3 separate regions of the Macaca mulatta genome follow, and all the other regions are linked to region 1. A link is a contact called in public Hi-C data. All regions are on one chromosome and are shown on one strand. Each heading gives the region's core, a stretch centred on a gene start, on an enhancer-like site or on the middle of the called end of the contact. The rest is flanking DNA. Distances are from core to core; before and after follow the strand shown. Region 1 holds the start of TPP2 (tripeptidyl peptidase 2). Region 2 holds the start of ERCC5 (ERCC excision repair 5, endonuclease). Region 3 holds the start of TEX30 (testis expressed 30).

What was found. A called contact is a pair of places that touch in the nucleus more often than the background predicts.
Region 2: a contact with region 1 is called in a Hi-C map of liver, with 4 times the contacts expected there. The contact joins the promoter of ERCC5 here to the promoter of TPP2 in region 1. A contact is called at or near these places in 6 of 14 Hi-C or Micro-C datasets (CD4 T cells, blood, cortical neurons and 3 more).
Region 3: a contact with region 1 is called in a Hi-C map of fetal cortex germinal zone, with 2.2 times the contacts expected there. The contact joins the promoter of TEX30 here to the promoter of TPP2 in region 1. A contact is called at or near these places in 3 of 14 Hi-C or Micro-C datasets (cortical neurons, fetal cortex germinal zone and fetal cortical plate).

What each region holds. Positions count from the first base shown.
Region 1 is chr17:97,218,217-97,220,941 of T2T-MMU8v2.0, reverse strand. TPP2 (tripeptidyl peptidase 2) reads right to left here and starts at 1,411. Exons shown (of 29, transcript XR_003724179.2): 1 at 1,149-1,411.
Region 2 is chr17:97,469,571-97,472,295 of T2T-MMU8v2.0, reverse strand. ERCC5 (ERCC excision repair 5, endonuclease) reads right to left here and starts at 1,399. Exons shown (of 15, transcript XM_001096257.5): 1 at 1,091-1,399. The coding sequence starts at 1,178. LOC144336180 (a long non-coding RNA gene) reads left to right here and starts at 1,666. Exons shown (of 2, transcript XR_013407720.1): 1 at 1,666-1,728.
Region 3 is chr17:97,400,364-97,403,088 of T2T-MMU8v2.0, reverse strand. It overlaps TEX30 (testis expressed 30), which reads left to right and starts at 1,362. Exons shown (of 6, transcript NM_001266631.1): 1 at 1,362-1,456.

The DNA.
Region 1 (2,725 bases), core at 162-2,661:
CGATAAAGGATCCAGAAGGGAAGCGATATTGTGGGGAGGAGGATGAGTGTTTAGTGTAGAAAGGAGGATAAGATAGCACGAGGCTGATCAACGAGAGATCAGCATACAGTAGGATTAGTCAGGGATGCTGGGAGATGGATCCTGAACAATAGTGAAATTTATTACTGGATTTCAGCAAAGGGCTAAATGTACAAAAGTTAAACTTTACAGACTTTAAACAGAATGCTTTCAACGAGAGACAACATACTTTAAAAAAAAAAAAAAACTACCTTCTGGTATGATACCCTGAATCTACAGATTTTAAAGTTGCTTAAGGCAAAACTAAGTAATTTTTAAACACCGTTTTATGCTTTCAGGTTTAAAAAAAAAAAAAAAAAGTCGCATCATTTCATAAGGTCTGAGAGGCTCACCAAAACCAAACCTAACTGAATTCTCCTTATGTAAACGAAGACTAAGCCACAAGATTCAATGACCCTAAGCAAATACGCTGCAGAAGATCGTTTAAAAATAGAATACACAAAACTACCACAGGAAACAATTCCGGAAGCGGACTGGGTTATCTTCTGGAAACCCAGCTTTCGTGCTTAAAGACAAGCTATTCTTCCCCAAACCAAAGCTCCCGATCCCTAAACATTAAGTTCTCATGTCACTTGCCTATCTGGTGTCCCCACCCCACCCCAATGATAAAAGCTGTAAAATTCTCTTTAAAAACGTCAGGCAGGGACCAGTGTCCGAGGCACGAGGGGTCTGCAGAGGAAGGCGGCGTGGAGGGAAGGAGCCTCTGGGGGTCCGGCCTGGCAGCGCCGAAGCGAGAAGGAAGGGGGGTCCCTGGGGCCAAAGGCGGACCCAGGCTCCCCCTAGCCAGCCGCGCCGGGCACGCTGCTTTTGTTGGGCCGGGAACACGGCCCAACCTGGGGTCCAGGCCCTCGCCCGCCCAGCGACCCTGGCACGGTGCGCCGTTAGTACCCTTGGCGGGCGCCGGTCCCTCCAGCGCCCGGCTCTGACCTCTGCCCACCCCAGTGCTGCCCACCCAGGCCCGGACTCGGCCGCAGAGCGGGGCTTTGGCATGCCGGGCTCCGAAGCTGTGTCCCCACCCGCGTCCCCGGCCGCCCGCGCCTCCACGCCCGGGCTCTCGGGGGCTGCCTCACCTGCATGCCCGGAGCCCCCGGGTCCACCCCCGTGTCCAGGACGGCGATGAGTACCCCCCGCCCGTCATACTCCGGGTAGCGGCAGAGGAAGGAGGCGGCTCCGGTCTCCTTCTTCGGCAGGAGACCGTGAAAAGGGAAGGGCTCCTCAGTCGCAGCAGTGGCCATGGACGCAGGATGGAGGACGAGGAAGCGGCAAACTGCCAGGCTGCGCGCGGACTAGCAGCGCGAGGACACCCGTGCGGCCTCGGGCCGGAGGCGGGGGCGAGGGGCGGGGTCGGCCCCTCTCCCACCAATCCCGACCTGCCAAGGAGCGGTGGCCAATCACGTACTACTACGTAAGCCAACGGCGCCGCTCTCAGGAGCTAGGCCCGAGTATTGCCCGGGCTGCAGTGAAGGGGGCGGAGTCTGAGGCTATTACTGGAGGGTTCGGATCTCGAACCTGGGGTCCTAAAGAGGCCCGCGCTTGGGGTTTTAGGCAACAGCAGGCCTCTAAGCAAAGAGTCCTGGTGTCTCGGACCGAAACACTCCCCGAGAGACGGGCAAGGAGATAGACCGCCAGCCAGGAATAGTGGGAACCCTTCGCTGGGCAAACGATAGTTTCCAAACTTAAGGTTGTGGATGAAACTTTTCGGTGCGGCTGCTGCAGGGGCCCCAGACCCGGGGTGCTGACCCGAGGCGAGGGAGCCGGCGCACGCACGCTTAGCTGCTAAGGAGCCCGCGGTGTCGGCGAAAGCTCCGGACATGAACTTGGAAGGTCGCAGGTTAAGGGGTGTAGGCTTTGGGTTCCCCTGTGTTGTTATGCGCCTTTGATGGGGGTGAGGTGGTGAGGGGGAGCAATAGGGTGGAGACAGGCAATAGTTTCAGTCAACAGGAAGTGAGTTGTTGGCCATTCCGTCGCCTTTGTAGCCAGTAACAAAGCACGAGACTGAAATGGGCCCCTCCTATCTGCTGATCCTTACCTTCCAGGATTTCTGAAAAACATCTTTTTTTCCCCCTCTTACACTGAAGTTTCTGATTGCTCTTTACGGCTCTCCACTCAATTATAGAGCCATAATTTGTAGTTTTCCAAACTCACAGTGCCTGCTGTCAGTTGCTGCAAGCTGCACAGTGGTCCTCTAATGATCTTTATGTCTATGCTCATGCCAGGGTAATCTTAGCCTTTTATTGTGCCAAAGACCCCTTTGGCAATTTGGTGAGGCCTATTTCTCAAGCAGTGTTTTAAAATGCATACAATGAAATATATAGGATTACCCAAGAAATAAATTATATTTAAATGCTGTTATCAAAAATAGTAAAGGCAGTTTTGTTATATAACAATAGCTTTACATGTGGTATATAGTTACAGGTGTGCTTCTTTTTCATTAAATAACAGGAGCTAGGGCCAAGGCTAATAAACTACCATAACTTCAAAACAATGAAGAATATAATTATTTGGAGATAGCAGTGAAAACTGCACTATGATGAACTGATTTTTATTGGTAATGTAACAGCAAATGCTACCCTGGTTTTGCCTACATTCATACTTGATGTGAAAAAAATTAAGAGGTTTGTATCTTTTTTCTACAGAAGTTTTTGAA
Region 2 (2,725 bases), core at 150-2,649, 250 kb before region 1:
CCCAATCCCCTCCCCATCATTTACAGGACTCTTTCCGCAAGCCCACGAGCCCCTAGACTCATAGATCCCCATTCAGGAAATTGGTGTAAGGTATCACCAGATTCTGAGCCAGAATAGACACTCAAAAAAAAAAAAAAAAAGACTACGTAACAAAGAAAAAGATCAAAATTTCAAAAACAGTATCACGTTTTGCTAATGCAAAAAGAATTTAATTCCAATGACAAACAAAACCAGCCAAACATGTACAAAAACAACAGTCCTTAAAAAGTCAATTTTTAAAAAAATGGTAAAACACCTGTCCACACTACCCTTCCTCTAAGAAACATAAATGGGGCAAGACTCAAGCAAAACTAATGGTCGAAATCTACTCTTCTCTCCATACTGACCTCCCGGACGGGATAATAACTTTAAGATTTACTGTATTACTCGCGCTAAACTTCTCTCATTTAGGTAATTTATTTATTCCTCATTCCAATCCTGTGTGTAGATACTATCACCACCTCCACTTTGCAGATGAGAGAATTAAAGCAGAAAGGAACATAAAGCACTGCCACAAAGAGACAAACCAGGATGCACAGGCCGCTAAGACTGCAAAGCTGGGGAAAGCAGACTGGGCGGCCCTCCTCATCACCCGATTCCGCACTCAACCTACCACGGATCAAAAATATTTGCGGTGGAAAAAAATAAATAAATAAAACATACCAATAAAAACTACAAAAATTTTAAAAATACAGTATAACAACTATTTACAGATCACTTACATTGCATTCGGTATTACAAGTAATCTAGAAGCGATTTAAAAGATTACGGGAGGCAGTGCATAGTTTATATGCAAATACCACGCCATTATATAAGGGACTTGAAGGAACTTGAACATCGCGGTATGGGGAGGGGGGGCTGGAACCAAAGCCCCGGGGATACCGAGGTACGACTGTACTTAGAAACCCTAGTGACAGGGATTCTATAGCGACCCCGACCCCGACCCAAGACCGTCATCCTGCAGATGCTACTCTGTGCCCAAGGCAGAGCCCCGCGAGGAATCCAGCCCCGAATCCCTGCACCCCAAGTCCCAACGCGGCGTTAAGGATACCAACAGCCAGGATCTTCCCTTCCAGTGCCTCGGGGCTGACCTGACGCCCAGAGCACTCCAGCAGCTTCCAGAGCCCCTGGACCCCCATGAGGCGGCTGAGTCCTCAGAGCGGACCCAACAACTTCTACTCTAATTCTTCTACGACGGGCTATACCGCCGCCTAGGACCCTGGGAGGAAGCCCTCCCTGCTCCTACACAGGAAAGATGGCAAATAATACAGAAGCCACGATTTTCCAGGGCGGGGGAAAGCACTAACGGGAGCGCATTACAGGGGAGAGACTCCGGCTGCAACACGTCCCAGCTGCTGTCACCGCCTCCCGGAAGAAAGACAGGTCCAGAGAATGGCCGTTGGTGGGGAGGGGCAGGGCGTCGCTTCGCCAGCGCTTAGGCCCAAACGTCTGCGCCTCTAATGGAAGACCGGGGTGACAGGGCCACGCAGGCGACGGAAACAGCCAGAAGATGTCTCTGCGACACCGTTCGCCTTTGCTGGTGGGTCCGCAAACCCACGAAGAATGGACCCGCTCGGTTTCCGTCTAATACGACGCGCAGGGCGGAAGTCCCGCCTCCGTACCGACGTATATTTTCTGCGCTTGCAGCACTCCGGAAGTGAGAGGTTTAGCTCCAGTGTTGATTTCTTGGTGAGTTGCTACCGCCACGCTGGCATTCTGAAATCGTTAAGCATTAAAACAGTGTGCAAAAGCACCTTCTTGGTTGGGCAACGGGTTTTTGTTTTTTGTTTTTGTGGTCTCACGCTGTCGCCCATACTGGAGTGCAGCGTCGCATTCTTAGCTCACTGCAGCTTGGAACTCCTGCTGCCCTAGCTCAAGCGATTCTCCCATCTCAGCCTCTCAAGTAGCTGGGACCGCAGGCGCGCACCACTATGCTGGGCGAATTATTTTTGTAGAAACGAGATCTCCCTGTGTTGCCCAGGCTGTGAGGTGACGATTTTCTACGCGCTTTTTTAGTATCGGTTTCTCACCTTTGCGCCGCCAGTTGTGAAGACACTTAACACTAAATGTTGTTTTACACGTGAAGAGACAACCGAAAGGTGGATGCCTTCTTGGTTTTGTACTATTTATTTGTATGCTAGCACGTAGTAACCAAAGAGTAATAAAATTTAAATCCTGTGAAAATGTTGGGGTCCCAACATTACTGAACAAAAGGAAAAAGTCAAGCTGGGAACTGCTCAGGGCAAAACTTGCCTCCCATTCTAGTCAGACATTCCTCTGCTAACTGAGATAGACGCATATTCTGATTACCTCCCTCATCTACCTGTGACCTGGAAGCCCTTCGTGCTTCCGAGTTGTCCCCACCTTTCTGGAAGGAACCAGTGTACTTACATATATTGATTGATGTCTCCTGCCTCCCTAAAATGTATAAAACCAAGCTGTGCCCCAACCACCTTGGGCACCTGTCATCTGGACTTCCTGAGGCTGTGTCACAGGTGTGCTTCCTTAACATTGGCAAAATAAACTTTCTAAATTAATTGAGACCTGTCTCAAATTTTGGGGGTTCACAAGCCTTAATCCTTGACATAATAGTTTAGTTTTCTTCGGCATCTAAAATTTATAATGCCACGACTTGTAGATCAGAAATGACTAGAAATCAATTAACAGAGTAACCCCAGGAAAGGCC
Region 3 (2,725 bases), core at 113-2,612, 180 kb before region 1:
TTTGCTCAGCGGGTGGTCATCAGTGCTTGGAAAACAAGTTCTGCTGATCTCCTACCTCAACTGTAACAGTGCACATACTTTTCGGGGGGATAATGGAAATGTTCTTAAATTATAGTGATGGTTGCAAATGGTTTTAAAATTACTGAAAATCATTGAATGGTGTACTTCAAATGAGTGAATTTTATGGCATGTAAAGAAACTTTTTTAAAAAACACAGCTAAAAACTTAGGAGACAAGGAAGTATTAAGACTTTGTAATTTGGGAAAACACTTGTGATAAATGACAGTGACTATGTGGTTTTGTGGAATGTATTTCCTTGTACGTACCGTGACAGAAAAGAGGGCAGGTGCCAGCTGCACTGGGCTTGGGGAAGAGTCATTCATTTAATATATATATATTTTTTTCTGAGCATTATTCACACACAGGAGGTTCTCAATGAAAACAAAAATTTACAAAAAGCAACCCTGTTTTCACCTGGGAGCTTATAGTGCAGTGAGGAGACAGACACATCCATAGCTCGTGAGGTGACCAGGGAAGAACAGGAAGAGCGAGGAGGCGATCAGGAGAGGCCTCGCTGTGAAAACCACGCACCCTGCCGACCCCGAGAAGACACGGCCCACGCTGGGAGGGAGAAGCCACGACAAAAGCCCGTCGTCGTGGGTTCGTGCCTGGTGGGTGATGGTGAGGATAGCAGAGGCTGACCCACTTTGAATTTTCTCTCCATGTTTGCTATCTCCAGGGAAAGGAGATAGAGAGGGGAGATGTGGGGGACCCATCGCGTGCAACAGCCTAGGCCACTGCCGGCCGCTGGCTTTGGCGATGAGCGCGGAGCGTTTGGAAGATCTGGCGGGGTAGGGGGGCGCGGGTAGGCTTCCACAGCATCCACGTGGCTGCGGCGTCGCCGACAAGGCCCAGGCGGGGGCAAGATGGTACGAAGCGACCGTTATCCCGTTACAGTCATCCCCGCAAAGATAACAGGAGGCTTGACCCCATGTAGAAGTGTGCGAAGCGGTTGGATTCCGTAAGCGTTTGACCCTAACGGGACTAACGAATTGACAATGGATGTGAGGAAGAGACTGGTCAGAGCTGATGGCGCCTCGGAATGGAGTGGTGGCTGGGATGAGGAAAAGCTCCGAGTGGAGCAATCCTGGGGGAGGCGGAAACTGGGGCTGACTTTCCAGCCGTCCGAGTGCTGCTGAGGCGGCGGCCACCCTGGCGCCTTCCCCCGGCTCGGCCTCTCCGCGCGTACCGCCCCAGGATGTGGCGGGCTGGGAGACTCACGCTCCCGACGTGCTCTGCGGCCCGGCCCGCGCACCCGGGGGCGTGGCCTGCGCGCGCGTGCGTCGTAGCCGATCACTGTGGCGGGGCAGGCGAGGCGGTCGCTTCGAGCGCGCTAGTCAGCTCCCTGAAGGGAGTGACAGCGGTTGGGTGCCCGCGGCCACTTTTGCCTTCCCGGGTAAGTGCGGCGGTGGCGGTTGGCGCCGCCGTCTGAGGGGCGGCTTCCTGGGAGACGAGACGGGGAGAGCACCCGGCAGGCCCGCCTGAGGCGTTTGAGGCTCGCGGGCGTCGCTCCTCAGGCGCGGTTGGTCCGAGCCGGGAGGCGTTCCGTTAAGTTCGGTGCCCGCGGGCACCAGCCGGTGGGGGCTTCGTCGGCTTTGCCGGGTAGGAGGGCGGAGTGTGGGGTTGGTACGGACAGGGAGAGCCGGACGGGGCTAACCTGGACCGCGTCAGCCAGTCCCGGGTGACTGGCTCGAAGCATCCTCCGAGTTGAGAGGGGTCGTCCGGGGCGGCCGGCGGGGCAGCCCCGGCAGCGCGCATTTGCGGAGGGAACGGATCCCGTGCCCGAGCGCCGCCGAGCCCCGCACGCCCGTGAGACCCACTTTGAATTTTCTCTCCATGTTTGCTGCGGTTGTTGACCCGACCCGCTGTAAGACTCGGACTCAACGTTTTTGTTTGCCCCACGACAGCCAACGTAATGCTGTGGACGTAACAGGGCACGAACGTTTGTAACTGAAAGTTGAAGGGGCTGTAGCGTTGGAGGTGATCGCCCAGCCCTTTGAGTAGGAGTTGTCCTAGAACTCCGCCGACCGCCCAGCCCGTGGAGCCGGCGCTCGGGACGCCACTACCACTGGCGTTTCGTGGGCGCAGCACCTCTAGCCGGTCATCTTCACCATCGCCATTGAGGGCACTGAGGCCGGGCCAGTCTTGAAGCCCTGCCCTCTCTGAACTTAAAGCCAGAGATGAAAACCCAGACGACAGTGGCCCGGCGCGGTGGCTCACGCCTGTAATCCCAACACGATGGGAGGCCGAGGCGGGTGGATCACCTGAGGTCAGGAGTTCAAAACCAGCCTGGCCAACATGGGGAAACCCTGTCTCTACTAAAAATACAAAAATTAGCCGGGCGTGGTGGCGCCCATCTGTAATCCCAGCTACTCAGGAGGCTGAGGCTGGAGAATCGCTTGAACCCAGGAGGCGGAGGTTGCAGTTCGCCGAGATTGCGCCACTGCACTCCAGCCTGGCGGACAGAGCAAGATTCTGTCTCAAAAAAACACACCCAGACGACCTAGAGCAGATTGCTTGGGGATTGTATTATGGGGCATTTTCCGTGTTTCTGAAGAAAAGCAGCATGTGTGCACCAGCCGTGAAGAACACACTGTGCATCGTGAAGTCTGAAAAATACTAAAGCAGACCGGGAGGTGGCAAACGCATTGGGTTCCTAACGGTT